Linked DNA regions of Mus musculus: regions 2 and 3 are each linked to region 1. A link is a contact called in public HiChIP or PLAC-seq data. All regions are on one chromosome and are shown on one strand. Each heading gives the region's core, a stretch centred on a gene start, on an enhancer-like site or on the middle of the called end of the contact. The rest is flanking DNA. Distances are from core to core; before and after follow the strand shown.

Region 1 (2,700 bases), core at 114-2,613:
ATTTCAACTCCCCCCATTACAGACTTTGCCACACAATAACAGCTGTCATTTCTTTACCCCTCCCCCCACTGTTACCATGACAAACTCTACAAGTGCACATGAAACATGGAAATTGATTAATTATCTGGACTAGTCTCAAAACTATCAATGTCATTTACCAGATTTTTTAAGCCAGTTACAACAGTGAGTATCAGATAATCATGTACTTCACGGTTTACTGGATAATCTGGGAGTTTTACAATGGACTTTCATATAGCGGTTAAGCAAAATACACCTCAGAAATCAGAAGGCCTGCAAGTCCCAGTTGCCAATCCCACTGGGATGTTTTTGTTTCTTCATTTGTAAAATGCTGCCAATTATTCTAGCCTCCTTGGGATACGAATTTTAAATGAAGTAACGCAGTGCCATTTAGAACGTGTTAAGTGTTAATATCACGATGTTGTCTAATATCTCGATAATAAATGAAGGAGTGGTGGGGCCCTCCATTCTCAATGGTCTGGAAATTTCATAAAATTATCAATTCATACCTCAAACTTTTTCAGTTGTCCCCCAAATCCATTTTTACAGCATCGTTACTAGGCTTTAAGCCATGAACTATATTGGTTAATTCACAACTCCAAATATACTTGTAAAGGTACAATGAAGGGTTTTTTTTCTTTCCAATTTCCACTTCAATTTTAAGACAATGGTGATTAGCTTGTACGTAAATTGCATATATCTTAAATATTTCCATCGACATATGACTTAAACCTTGTTACTGCATCATAGTAAATGAAGAGGGTATAAGAAATCACCGCGCAACGCAAATTCCCTCTATCCTGCACCTATTAAATAAGTCAGGATAATTCACTCTAATACACTCCTTAGGGGTCCGCTACTAGCTACCATTCCTTGGTGGCGCCCTTTAATCGTCCCACAATCGGTCCTGTCCGAGTGGGAAGCGTCCGGGTTTAAGATAGAGAAAAGTGAACACTGAATCTAACGCAATGCAGAATCCTTATATCATGACGAAGCAAATCGCCAACCTCAGCAGCAGCGCCCCCGGGATATGCACCGGACGAGCCCTGTCCTCCCCTGCATCGCACCGGGATGGAGAGAAGTGGGCTCCCCGGGCGCCTTTCCCACGGCGAGAAGTCAGCGGCCCGGGAAAGGCCGGGCAACCTCGCCCCTCACCTCGGCCTCCGCCTCGTCCCCGGGGTCCAGCTGATCCAGGCTCCATCCCAGGGACGCCGTCACCTCCTCCAGCGTCCGGCAGCAGCTCTCCACAAACTCGCTCAGCTCCTCCTGGAGCCGACGCCGCTCTTCCAGAGGAGGAGGTTCGGTCTCCATGATGGCAGCTCACCTCAGGCAGGAAGAGGCGGAACTGCTGGGCGCGCACGAGCTTCTGGGCGCGCACGGGCTTCTGGGAGCCGTGGGCGGGGCCCCGGGATGGCGCCAGCCTATCGGGAAGAGCCGACGGGCAGGGCGGAAGCGGTAGTTTTGAAAGGTGTTTCCACGCTCTTCTGGGTTTAGTTTGCGTAGCAGGTTAGAACTTGCGTCCCAGCTTTGAGCATCATTCCGCTGCTCCTTCGATGTTTTTAGGAGAAATTATTTATATCGGCAGGAAAGTTTAAAGAACAACACAGAAAGTGTCAGTGTAGCCTTTCTCCAGCTCATTAGCGTTTTCCCTCTTACAATTACTTCTAGATTCTTTATCCCAAATGCTATTATGCACATCCTCAGAACATTTTCCTACATAATCACAATGCATGATCAAACAGAAAATTCCTGAAACGGCTCTTCAAATTCTTTTTAAAGCAATTTATTATGTTTTAACCAATTGGCTATAATTGGTTATTATTTCTTAATTTAGAACAGGACTGGTTAAGAGCATTGACTGCTCTTCCAGAGGTGTCCTGAGTTCAGTTCCCAGGAACCACAAGGTGGCTCACAACCATCTAAAATGGGATCTGATACCCTCTTCTGGTGTGTCTGAAGACAGCTACAGTGTACTCCTATACATTAGATAAATAGATAGATAGATATATCTTTAAGAAAGAAAGGAAGAGGGCTGGTGAGATGGCTCAGTGGGTAAGAGCACCCGACTGCTCTTCCGAAGGTCCGAAGTTCAAATCCCAGCAACCACATGGTGGCTCACAACCACCCGTAATGAGATCTGATGCCCTCTTCTGGTGTGTCTGAAGACAGCTACAGTGTACTTACATATAATAAATAAATAAATCTTTGAAAGAAAGGAAGGAAGGAAGAGAGAGAGCCAGGCTCTTGGCCAGCACTTGGAAGGCAGACACTTGGGAGGCAGATTTCTGAGTTCGAGGCCAGCCTGGTCTAAAGTGAGTTCCAGGACAGCCAGGGATATACAGAGAAACCCTGTTGTGTGTGTGTGTGTGAGAGAGAGAGAGAGAGAGAGAGACTGTGCTGGGGTATCTAAGAGACCAAATTCCTGTCTGAGTTACATTTGGCTTCTCCTCCTGAGAGTGGTGGTCCTGAATTCGAAATCACTAGGTGGTCATTGGCCACACTGTATTCACTGAGACTAAATGTTAGTTCAGTGACAGTTTAACAGTTTGTAAAGCATCCTGTTAACAACATAGAATACTGTAACTCTCAGGTAGTAACATGCTGTCTTGAATATTTTTCATGTAAAAAGTGCATTTTATGATATTTTGCATATATGTCTGTGTACCACATGGATGCCTGTTG
Region 2 (2,879 bases), core at 238-2,737, 300 kb before region 1:
CTTCTGCCCTGTTCTGCTCTAATCAGTGTGTTTAAATTGACCTTTCTCCCCTGAAGGGCACTGTGCTGGCACTCACCGAGAAGAGCTTCGAGGACACTATTGCACAGGGGATAACCTTCGTCAAGTTCTATGCTCCGTGGTAAGTTGCCATCTCAGACATTGTGCCAGTGCTCCTTGTCACAGCATGTGTCTCAGCGGAGTGGGCACGGGTCACACTCACACGTAGGCCACCTTGCAGGAAATGACTCTACTGTACCCCGTGCAGCAACCGTTATTTTAGAGAGGAAGATGAGCATTCACTTTTAAAGCTCAGCCTACTTAGGCACAAACAAAACCATCAGTGAATTGTGATGGGCTCAGCTTTCTCGTCGAGCCATTCAGTACGTGACCTAGTAACCCAAACCTTCCTGGCACGGGGTCCTCGGGGACTAGAATCTCAGTGGACGGAGAGCAAACCGAGACCTAGATAGCCTGGCACTGGAGGACAGATGGGTTCTATGACTTCCATGAACAGCTGTAACCTGCATGTCCTGTGATGGCCCTGAACCTCAGTTTCCTTATGTCTTTGTCAGTACAGTCCATTTGAACAAGCACAGTCCATAGAGATGATCAACCCAAATACACAGTGGTCACCGTGACACCCCTATCAGCTTGGTGCTTCGTGCACTCGGGGGTGCTGCTGCATGCAGGTGTGCTGCTAAGGAGGATGTGACCCGTGAGTTGGGCAGCTTTTGCCCTTGAATAGAAAGGAGACTCAGGCCTGAAGTCTTAGCACCAGGGATGCTAAAGCAGGAGGACTGTGAGTTCGTGGCCAGCCTGGGCTACAAAGAGAAACAAAGGAGAAAGGGTGCCACACAATGCTATTAACCTTTTAGTTTAGAAGCCCCCAGAGCTGTACAGATAGGTGAGTGGAGAGAGAAGTGGGGAAGGCAGAAAGAGAGCAAACGGCAGCAAAGGGAAGATTTGAGCAGAGCTCTGTTGTGAATGACCTATCAAGGACGCCCTGCCCAGGCAGTGCAATCTACACCATCACTGTGTGACCTCACATGTGATTCCCGCTCCCCCTGCTGCTCACGGTCACTTTAGGTGTCAGCCCTGCTCACCATTCTGTGAGATCAGAGTCTAACTTTGCAAACCTGCTCACTTCTGTCAGGCTACCAAAGGTGGCAGGGCTTTCACTTCCTCCTTAGGAGAGGAAGGGCGGGCCCATGTGCACCCAGTGGGAGAATTTGGTGGTTTTAACTGATTCTACGAGGGTGTGGTGACCAGATCTTGGTACAGCTAACCCCTGCTCTCTTCTAGGTGTGGCCACTGTAAGAATCTGGCTCCTACCTGGGAGGAGCTCTCTAAAAAGGAATTCCCAGGCTTGTCAGATGTCACCATCGCAGAAGTGGACTGCACCGCTGAGCGCAATGTCTGCAGCAAGTACTCGGTGGGTACCTCCGGGAGGAGGCGCGGGGGAGGGGCGAAATGTGCCTGGAGGTGGAGCTGAGGATTGGATCAGTGCCCCAAGGGACCTTCACTCAGCATCATGGAATGAGTTGGCTCACTCTGGCCAGGCCTCCCTAGAGAGTGATTTGTATCTTGAGTTGTGCCATTTGAGAAAAAAAGGGCCTTTTGCAGCAGAGGAGGCTGGCCTTTCAGAGTGGGGCTCTGGGTTCTTGCTGGGGTCTAGCTGTACGGTCCTAAGATGTGACGTGTTGGGAGTGGGGTACTGCCTGCTGACCGGCTGTTGGGCGGCGGACGTGGGGGGATAAAGGGGTGGGAGAAAACCTGCGTCCCACCAGAGTTCCAGTGCTCTGGACGGGTGGACGTGAAGGACTTCCACTTGCTCTCCACTCAGCCCCGGGTCTGGCTGTGGGAAGCCACGGACCCCAGCCCTCGGGGGATGAAAGGGGTCCAAGGTCTCTGGGCCTCACGGAAGCCAGAGATAACAGTTTTGTCTTGGACATCCCAGACGCTGCTGTCTGTCTCGGAAGAGCTGAGAACAAAGTGGGGGCCCCAGGGGCAGCCCTATTATCCCCAGAGCTGAAGAGAGGAGAGGGCAGGGGTATAGGGGGCACGCTGGTGAGAGTCCTTGGTTCTCTCTGAAGCCTGAGGTTACACGCGGCTCTTTAGGGGAAAGCCTATCCCATAGTTCAAGCACAGAGGGCCTTGAACAGAGATGGTCTATGGTTTTAGAGCTTTATTGTAGAAAGGTGGAGAGAAAGAGAGACGGTAAAGAGATTTGGGGGGGGGGAGAGAAGGAGGGCTAGAAATGAGAATAAGAAAGGTGAGAGCTTAAGAGAGAGGAGAGCCAAGCAGCCCATTTTATAGTGGGCTGGGCTATCTTGTAGTTGCAGGGTAGCTGTGGGGAGGAGCATACCTGGCTATTGTCAGGTAACTGTGAGGGTAGAGTCTAGCTAGAATACCAGAGCTTGGGGCTCTGTGGTATCAGGCACCTGTCTCTGGGAACTTGGCTCACTGTTCCATCCCTTGTAGAGTTTTCTACTGGGTCTCTGGAGCAAGCTTCACTCAACCAAAACAGGCTGCCTTTCACAGCCCCACAACTGTCCAGCAGCTGTCTTGTCTTAACCAGCCAAGGGCTCAGCCTTCAGTTATAAACAGGCATGCTGAAGGATGGGGCTGAAAGGAATGAGCGAATCAAAACACCCCTGGAAAAGGCCATGGCTGGAGAGATGGTCTGTTTAACTGGCACGTTTCTTCTGAGCTCAGCATACGATGGGCTATGTGTGTACCATTTATAATTTGCCTTCTACATGTATGGTGCAGGGCGTAGAACCAGGGCCTCGTGTATACCCCAGTCATACAGTAGCACTAATATTCAGAATTTCCCAGCCTTACCTGAGCAGGTTTGTGTGCGTGTGCTGTGTGGACTC
Region 3 (2,738 bases), core at 99-2,598, 410 kb before region 1:
TCACAGTTTCTGGCCTTAGCTAGACAATGCTCGGCTTACATTGAACTGTATCATAACCCAAATGTGGAAAAGCAGGGTAAAATGTAAGTTAATGAGATAATGTGGTGGTTTCACCTGGACATTTCTTAGTGTTTCAGTAATTTATTCATTGCTCTACATTAATAAAAATACACATCACATTTACTAGTACAGATGTTGAAACGTCTAATCACTCTGAAAGCAAACCCTTCTCTTGTGTATTCTCATTAACTGAGGTCTGCCACAGCATAGGTGGGAAATGGAATGAATCCTACCAGAGTTGTGATTTCACATCCTTTATCCAATTCTGGGTGCCCATAGAGAGTTTGGAAACTCGATAATTGCATGGCACAAACCTTACTGGAAGGACCTGGTGTGTAAGCCAGATGGGTTGGCTACCCTAGGGTTCAAGAGCCCAGCTCCGGAAGCCGAACTTTGCTGAGCACAGAGGACATATCGAGGCAGAGTTGTGGTTGGGAGACCTGTATCGGATGGAACACTAGCACAGCACTGAGGAAGTGCAGGCAGGGACTGGAGTGGACAGGCCAGCCTGGGCAGCAAGTATGGTTTAATCTGTGCTTTACCAACAGCCACCAGGGGAGCACTTTCTTGTTTGTTAAGGTGAAGGCGGTTTCTAGACCTGGGGAGCTAAAGCCCTGGAGTCATAAACCACAATACTGATAGAAGATGGGCAACGTGTGCACTGTGGCCAGGCTACAGGAGCCTTGTGTGCTCTCAGCAGAAGGGACGATTAGGAAGCTGTGGCTCTCCATGCCTGACGCCATTTGGCAAGCAGGGTTCAGATGCTAGTGTGTGGAAGGCTGTGGGAGTGTGAGGACAACGGCCGAATCAAAGACAAGGAAGAGGAGGCAGTGAGCGCTGGCTTGGCTGTCCAGTGTCAGCTCTAGGTGTGTGTGGAGGACCCTGAGGCCCGGGCTGCACACTTTGTTACTGGCAAGACCGCTTCTGTTTGTGAGAACAGAGTATCTGGTAGAATGCTGGCTGCACACTTTTGTTTGTTTGTTATTTTCAGATATGATCTGATAGTACTTAAGCTAACCTCATGCTTGCTCTCTAGCGAAGGCTGGCCATAAACTCCTGACCTTCCTGCTTCTTGATCCCAAGTTCATGACAGAGACTTTGGCGTGGTGCCTGGCTTTGCCTAGGAGTGTTGGAATATACTGCACTGCTCTTTCACCAAGGACTAGCACAGCCAGTGGGTCTGGCATTGTGAGGGGCTCTGAGTTCTCCCTCCAGACAGGTTAATACATTGTCTTGACGTTATGGAGGATGTGCATTTCACAGAGCAGCGTAAGTGAGAATTCCTTACATGCTTCCTGGGATAAGCCTTTAGTCTAAGTCCTAATTCTTTCAGTGTTATACTTACCTAACCAACAGAGCATTGGAAGTATGTGGCTGCAGGGCCTGAAAATTGTTTGATTTTACTGCCACCCTACCTCCTCCTCAAGGTTTGGCAAAGCCAAGGTTTTACTCAAAGTTTGACAAAGGTTTTAGAAGACACACATACACATAGTACATGCATACATACACATACACACCACATACACACATATACATAACACATATTTGTCATAAAGGTCAATTAGTTCCTTGTACAGCAAGTATGTACAGATGAAAAATGACCCCGGTTTGCACTTTCCTGTCTAATATTAGTTGTTGCCTTGGGTTATCCTGTTGGCCACATTTTGTATATTTGAAAGGCTCCCCAAACAAAGAAAGATGGAAGTAGTAATGGAATAAAATAGGCTGTTACCATTAATCAGTAATTCTTTTATATTAAGACAATTTGTGGAATTCTGTGGGAAGTAAATTGATAAGCATCATTTGTCCAAATCACATTTCCCACAATTGATATCTAAAAGAACATTCAAAGGAACAATATATGCCCATTCTGCTGTGATTCCGCATGTCTTAAGACCTGCCCTAATACAGAGTGTGTTCTTGGTGCTGAGAGAATAGTGAACTGAAAATACAGTTAACTTGTGACGTCCACTCACTCCAAAACAGTCATGGAAAGATGAGGTGGCCGGGGACAGTGGTCAGAATATAAACGTGGCTCCGTGGGCATGCATCTACTTTGGCAACCCGTTCCAGCCGGCCCAATGACAAGGACTTGACTGTGCAGGCTTCTGTTTCATCTCGACCGCAGACACTTACTGACTGTAGCTAGCTTCCTTATGATGTTATCATGCGAGCAGTGACATCACACGGAGCCTTGTTGATAGAGTTTGAATATAGCCATTGTTTCTTGATAGAACTAGAAAGTGCAGAGGAGAGAAGTATAGATTGCTCTGTGTAAAATAATTTAATAGGTTTTATACTGATACTTTTTCCTAAAGTCTTCTTCTTTATGCCCGTGTAAAGCTCAGATAAAGCTAACATCATGCGTGTTACTAACAGGCGTTCTGAATCTTCCTGATGCAGGATCTCACCAGTACCCTTCAGGCTGCCTCAGCCTCTGGATGCTAGGATAGCAGGCACTGCCTACCATATTGGCTTCCCAAAGGCCTTTGCAGCCTCATTTGGCCTATTCAGAATTTTCCCTTAGTAAAGTTCCTCTGCCGTGGTGCTGCTGGCATCGGAGACCAGATGTGTAATGGGATCGCCATAGGCTGTCCTTGACATTGACTTCTGTCTGCTAAATGCCAGTAATATCTCTCCATTCCTGTATATCTGTGCCAAACATCTCTTCAAGATGA

Evidence for each region. HiChIP or PLAC-seq counts read pairs in DNA pulled down with a chosen protein or histone mark.
Region 2: a contact with region 1 is called in an H3K4me3 HiChIP or PLAC-seq map of the 230-238 cell line, with 10 read pairs. The contact joins the enhancer-like site here to the promoter of Snrnp48 in region 1. A contact is called at or near these places in 6 of 39 promoter capture datasets (the 3T3-L1 cell line, the C10 cell line, cranial neural crest and 3 more), 1 of 15 datasets of contacts at CTCF or cohesin (the NIH/3T3 cell line), 9 of 484 Hi-C or Micro-C datasets (3T3-L1-derived adipocytes, the G1E-ER4 cell line, cerebral cortex and 5 more), 3 of 115 datasets of contacts at active chromatin or transcription factors (the 230-238 cell line, embryonic stem cells and large pre-B cells) and 3 of 9 other capture datasets (adipose tissue, embryonic stem cells and pancreatic islet).
Region 3: a contact with region 1 is called in an H3K27ac HiChIP or PLAC-seq map of trophoblast stem cells, with 3 times the contacts expected there. The contact joins the enhancer-like site here to the promoter of Snrnp48 in region 1. A contact is called at or near these places in 5 of 39 promoter capture datasets (the 3T3-L1 cell line, cranial neural crest, frontonasal cranial neural crest and 1 more), 6 of 484 Hi-C or Micro-C datasets (cerebellar granule neurons, double positive thymocytes, embryonic fibroblasts and 3 more), 3 of 115 datasets of contacts at active chromatin or transcription factors (embryonic limb bud, stem cell-derived neural progenitor cells and trophoblast stem cells) and 1 of 9 other capture datasets (liver).

The regions. Positions count from the first base shown.
Region 1 is chr13:38,203,602-38,206,301 of GRCm38.p6, reverse strand. Snrnp48 (small nuclear ribonucleoprotein 48 (U11/U12)) reads right to left here and starts at 1,363. Exons shown (of 9, transcript NM_026382.2): 1 at 1,174-1,363. The coding sequence starts at 1,329.
Region 2 is chr13:38,501,984-38,504,862 of GRCm38.p6, reverse strand. Txndc5 (thioredoxin domain containing 5) reads left to right here. Exons shown (of 10, transcript NM_145367.4): 8 at 57-139; 9 at 1,303-1,432. Among named protein-coding and RNA genes, the nearest start is that of Gm31834, 24 kb to the left of the region's middle. Within about 2 kb of position 1,487, at least 85 of the 459 cell types and tissues checked have an H3K27ac peak or open chromatin away from gene starts, as enhancers often do. A contact at or near this core is called in the 230-238 cell line, the G1E-ER4 cell line and adipose tissue, where this site is marked.
Region 3 is chr13:38,608,946-38,611,683 of GRCm38.p6, reverse strand. The region is part of intron 4 of Bloc1s5 (biogenesis of lysosomal organelles complex-1, subunit 5, muted); the gene reads left to right. Among named protein-coding and RNA genes, the nearest start is that of Bloc1s5, 25 kb to the left of the region's middle. Within about 2 kb of position 1,348, at least 3 of the 459 cell types and tissues checked have an H3K27ac peak or open chromatin away from gene starts, as enhancers often do. A contact at or near this core is called in trophoblast stem cells, where this site is marked.